Regions from separate parts of the Sus scrofa genome. Here region 1 is linked to region 2. Evidence: chromatin contacts called from public promoter capture Hi-C data. All regions are on one chromosome and are shown on one strand. Each heading gives the region's core, a stretch centred on a gene start, on an enhancer-like site or on the middle of the called end of the contact. The rest is flanking DNA. Distances are from core to core; before and after follow the strand shown.

Evidence for each region. Promoter capture Hi-C pulls out the DNA fragments that hold promoters and counts their contacts.
Region 1: a contact with region 2 is called in a promoter capture Hi-C map of liver, with 2.9 times the contacts expected there. The contact joins the promoter of APOC3 here to the promoter of ZPR1 in region 2. A contact is called at or near these places in 3 of 5 promoter capture datasets (fetal skeletal muscle and liver), 9 of 47 Hi-C or Micro-C datasets (embryonic fibroblasts, heart right ventricle, liver and 2 more) and 1 of 2 datasets of contacts at active chromatin or transcription factors (skeletal muscle).

What each region holds. Positions count from the first base shown.
Region 1 is chr9:44,210,538-44,213,237 of Sscrofa11.1, forward strand. APOC3 (apolipoprotein C3) reads left to right here and starts at 1,365. Exons shown (of 3, transcript NM_001002801.1): 1 at 1,365-1,419; 2 at 1,575-1,698. The coding sequence starts at 1,365.
Region 2 is chr9:44,176,874-44,179,573 of Sscrofa11.1, forward strand. ZPR1 (zinc finger protein ZPR1) reads right to left here and starts at 1,264. Exons shown (of 16, transcript XM_003129875.4): 1 at 1,174-1,264; 2 at 115-249. It overlaps APOA5 (apolipoprotein A5), which reads right to left. Exons shown (of 3, transcript NM_001159308.1): 3 at 961-2,663. The coding sequence ends at 1,733.

The DNA of each region.
Region 1 (2,700 bases), core at 115-2,614, 34 kb after region 2:
GGGGAGTGTTATCAGTGAGTCCAGAGGGCAAGGTGAGGAGGAGGGGGGCGGAAGGACAAAGGCCTGGGACTCAGAGCGGCCTTTGACCTGCTCCCACCACCTCCTGCTTTGGGATCAGCTCAGAGAGTTATTTGGGTGAGCTGCACCCAGAGATGGAGATGCTGGGGAGGGGGCCGTGTGCGCCTGCCGTGGCACCCCTCTCCCACAAGCCTCTGCCCCTAGATCATCTGCGACTTCGCCCTAGACACCTCATCCCAAGCCACTGTGTTGTTCCCAAGTCCAAAGAAGCCAATCACGCTCTCACCCCTTCTTCTAGGCTGCTAACAGGGCTTGGGGTTGGGTGGGAAGGGCCTGGCACCCACGTGGGAAGGGCTGAGGTGGTCCCAGAAGCCCCTGGCTTGTCCCCCAATCCCTGGGGAGCCAGGCTGCCCAGAAGGAATGGGGTCTCTCCAGGCCCACCCACCCCCAAGCCCTGAGCCCGCTAGGCTGCAGCATTGACAGGAGAGCAGCATGGGCACCTGCAGCTTTCTAGAGATTTCCCAACACCCAGCAGACCTGGCTGCCTCTGGTTACCCTGCCTCAGGCCTTGACCTAGATTGATCAGCAGGTGACCTTTGCCCAGCTCACTGGGCCCTCACTGCCTGCTGCCCTGGGGACAATATAAAGCAGGTCAGAACCTGCTTGTCTGTCTACTCAGTTCATCCCAAGAAGCAGCTGCTCCAGGTAACGGCCCCTGGGAGTAGGGGGGGAGGCGAGGGGGAGTAGGTTGGAGAGGGGCAGGCTGGGGTCGCTGCCCCGCCCAGCAGCGAAGCCTGGAGAAGGGCTTGCTAGAAGCAAGGAAGCCTCACCGCTTGGTGAGTGTTCCCTACAAAGGCATCTAGGGAAACGGAGGCCCGTGGGGAAGGTCACCTGCCCAAATCCGTAGAGCGCGGTAGCTGAGCTGGGGCTGGAACTGGCTCCGTTTCCTGTGCATTCTGCCTGTTTAGGACTGAAAGAAGCCGTAGACACCCCCGTCCCACCCCAGGCAGAAAAACTGAGGCCTAGAGGAGGCAGAAAGCCACCCAAGGTCACGTGGCATGTTAGTGGCAGAAACCCAGCCTGAAACCAGCCGTCTTGATTCCTGGTCTGGTGGGTTTTCTGCTCCATGCCACCCTTCGTCTCCGGCCTGGGTCCTTGCAAATCCCCCATCTGAAAGCCCTTCGCTTCACCCACATTAGTTCGGGAACAGGCCCTTTCTCTTCCTGGCCTGATCCAGCTCAGGTCCCACCTTAGGGGCCACTGGGCCTCCCCAGGGAGGGCCCAGAGGTGGTGGGGGGACTTGGGGCACCCCTCACAGGAGCCTTCCCCGCAGGAACAAAGGCGCCATGCAGCCCCGGGTCCTTCTTGTCGCTGGTCTCCTGGTGCTCCTGGCCTGTGCCCGTAAGCAGCTGGTGGGGTCAGGGCTGGGGGCGGCGAGGGGGCAGCTGTCTGTCTGCAGGACCCTTGGGAGGTGGCTTGGGGATGCCGGGCCCTGGCGGGTCCCCAGGGGTCCCCTAGAGGCTGATCTGCCCCACTCTGCCCCCTTGTCCTCACAGAGGCTATCGAGGCCGAGGACACCTCCCTTCTGGACAAAATGCAGGACTATGTGAAGCAGGCCACCAGGACTGCCCAGGACGCGCTAACCAGCGTGAAGGAGTCCGAGGTGGCCCAGCAGGCCAGGTAGGCCCTTCCTCCCCTGCCCTTGACTCGGGGGAGCCTGGGCGGCGGGCGGGGGCTCCCGCCTGCCCACCCAGGACCTGTGCCTCTCTGAGCCTCCGTTCTGTCTGTAAACAGGCTCCCTCACAGGGAGGGATGGCGGAGGGGGGCCTTTATCTCCTCTTCCCCCTCTGTCTCCCTCCTTTCTCCCTCTGCGCCCCGCCTGGCTCTGAGGACGGCCACTCAGCCCGCACTTCGTTTCCTTTTCTGATTGTCCGGCTGGAGCTCTGGCTTGGGGGACCCACAGGACCCAGTTTCAGCCGTGTCGGGGGGGTGGGGTGTGGGTGGGTGTGTGTGTCTGCGTCTGCGTCTACCTGTTCCAAGCCCTGGGCCCATGTGAGCAGATTCGGCCCTTCCCGTCCCACCCCTCGCCGCCAGCCTGCGAGCCCCCTCCTCTCCCCAAGCCCCGTCCCACCTCCACACCACCCGCCTTGGCCGGCGCTTCCATGGCAGAGGCATCCACAGCGGTTCTCAGTCCCCAGAAGCAGCTGTGCAACGAGGACTGGGTATTACTCCCCCCATTTTGCAGATGAGAAATCCAAGGCTCACGTAACCAAGTGACCTGCCCCAGCTCCTGCAGCTAATCCATCCTCTGATATCTTCCCCAAAAAGAGACTGCTTCTCTCTGCCTCACTCCCCTCGGAGCCACCAGGATGTACAACCCTAGGGGGCGTCCTGTACCTAGACTAGAATGACAGTCCTGCCCTTACACGTCTCCCCACCAATCACTCCTGTCCCGCTTGCCCCAGACCTGTGGTGGCACAAAGGTCTGCCTCCACCTGGAAAAACAACGGGTTACACTTGCTGGTGGTCCCATCACCACTTTTGGCCTCTCGTCCTGGGTGGCCGCTGTAGGGGGTTCCTGCCTGAGGCCTCCGGGTGTTGATGAGAGCGTAAGGGGAGAGGCAGTGGGGATATGATAGGCACTGCCCAGGGACCAGCTCTCACCCCACCCTTTGTGCTCCG
Region 2 (2,700 bases), core at 14-2,513:
CAGCACATCCGACCCCAACTGACTCACAACTGACTCATGGTTTCCTAACAAACAACAACAAAAACACCTCTTTTAGGGGGTAAACTTTCCTTTCCAGCCCCTCCTCTCCCTTACCTCTCTCCCAGTTCTGTTGCTCAATCTAGGGTGTCAGGGGAGAGGTCCAGTCTTGCAGGCAGGACGAAGCCAGATCCAGGGGGGGTCTGAGCTATAAGGGAGTGTGGCCATACGGCAAACTCTGTGTGGAGTGGGCTGAACCAGAAGAAAATAATGCTGCATGGGAAGTTCCAAAAGTACTAGACTGGATGTGCTTACCCTTTCCTCTTCCCTTCACTTCACCCACTCTTATTAATTCAGACTTCCCATGGATGTATAAGGAGCTTGGTTGCCCCCAAGTGAATCTGTATATGGGGGATGGGGAGTTAAATTTGGGATCCCAAGAGGGTCAGTCATAACAAGAGTGTCAGTCATAAAAAGAGGCGTGCAAAATCTGGAACAGCAGGGACAAAGACCAGCCACCTCAGGAGCCTGCACCCCATGCGCACCATCCTTTGGTAAGCAGGTGGGTGAACAATGCAGGTGTAGGGGAAGGGTCTCTAACTCAGGCACACCCCAGGCATGACAGACAGCTGTCAGCTCAGCCAGAGGAACACGCTCTGACGGACCTGGACTGGGAGGCGGGACGGGAGGGGGGGGATGTCAATGAGAAAGTGCAACGAGGGATTGGAGGGCAGTGATGGTTGTGCTTTGGGGATGGTGGTGAGGCCACTGCTCTCAGACATAGTCCAAATGAGAGTCACACCAGATAAATAAGCTTCCATCATAGGCATCTATTGCAATTGTGTCAGAAGTCTAGACTTCAGTCTGGGAGTCAGGAGAGAGGGGTCAGTGATGGGGAGGACACACAGGAGGCTCCCCAGAGAGTTTAAGAAGCCCCCACAGTCTGAAGGGCTAGGTCAGCTGTTTATTTATTTATTTTTTTTCCCATGCCCCTGTGGCATGTAGAAGTTCCTGGACTAGAGATCAAACCCAAGCCACAGCAGCAACCCAAACTACTGCAATGACAACACTGGATCCTTAACCCACTTCACCAAAAGAGAAGAACTAGGTCAGCTCTTTAGATGTAGTGTTATATAAGGAAATCCAGGCTCCAGTCCCTCCCATCACAACCCATACCATTTGTTTTCACCAGCATCGGCCAACAGGGATATTTATACACACACACACTTCACATGTTCTCTCCATCACAGTTTCTTCCTTCTTCCCTTCTCTTCCCCCAACAGAAGCTGTCATGGCAGCAGCCCTGGGGAGAAAAGAGCCGCTCCCTGTGGACCAGCTCTAGCAGTGGCCACCAGGTGGCCAGTAGTGATCAGAGCCAGGCCCAGGGATGAAGAGGCACAGGCTTCCAGCACCATGGCAACAGGCTTGCACCAGGTAATTACCTGCACAAACAATGCCTCTTTCCCTCCCCAGTCCCACCACCCAGAACGGAGCGACTCAGGAGGATTCCCAAATGAGCACCGGGAGCCGGGTTTGCAAAGGCTGGTGAGTGTAATGCATCTGGAAGGGGGAAGTGCAGGAGGCTGGATAGCGTAGAACAACGCCCATTTGGTGGCTTCAGCTGGCCTGTGCAGAACCCTCCACCCTCTGCCCAACAGGCCACTGGCAAGGACTGAGCCATGCTTGGGTTGTGGACTCCCCAAACAAGGCTCTGGGATGTGGGCAAAGTAGACCCTTAGGGCTCCCCCAGATGGTCGAGCCCACGGTCGTGAAGGCTGTAGTTGATGTCTTCCCACAAATCGTCGAGACGGGCCTGCAGCTCGCTCAGGGCCTTGCTTCGGTCTGCTTGAAGGAACTCTGGAGCAAACGAGCTGTGGCCTGGAGGAGGCGGCGCTAGCTGCTGCTGGACCTGCTCGGTCTCTTGGTCAATGGCGCGGGTGAAGGCGGCGATCTGCAGGAAGGTGTCGTGGCGGAAAGCCTGGAGTCGCTGGCGCACCTCCTGAGACAGCGCCTGGGGGTCAGGTTGGGCCTCTTCCTCCGCACCATCCGCAAAGGTGCTGGCAAAGGTGCTGAGCTCCTCACGCAGCTGGTCCAAGTTTTTCTGAATGTGCGCGTGCAGGGCCTTGGCCTTCAGCGTGAGCTTGTGCGAGAGCATCTGCACGCAGCGGCTGAGGCGCGCGGGGCTGGCAGCGGCATGTGGTGCCACGCTGCGGTGCAGCTCCTGCACGTGGTGCCCAATGCCGGTCACCAGGCGCTCGGCATAGGGGTGGAAGAGCGCCTTGACGCGGCTGGTGTGGTGCACCACGCGGTTCTGCAGCTCCTGCAGCAGGCCCCGCGCCTCCTCCACACCCCCCAGCAGCTGGGCCTTGGTGTCCTCTCCGACCACGCGCAGCTGCTCCTGCAGGTCCTGCACACGCAGGGCCACCTGCTCCATCAGCTCTGTCGTGTAGGGCTGCAGCTGCTGCCGCAAGCCCTCCAGATTCCAGCTCACGCGCTCATGCATCTCCGTCATGTAGGGCTCCAGGCGCTTCCTCACCTCCTCCAGCTCCTTCTGCAGCTGCTGCCGCATGCCCACTGGGTCTTGTGGGAGCCCATTCAGGGGACCCAGCTTTTCCAGGAACTTGTCCATATTGTTGAGGTTTTGCTCAAGGCTGTCTTTCAGTCTCCTGGGGAAGGAGACAAACGGGCCATCGGTCTGGAGCC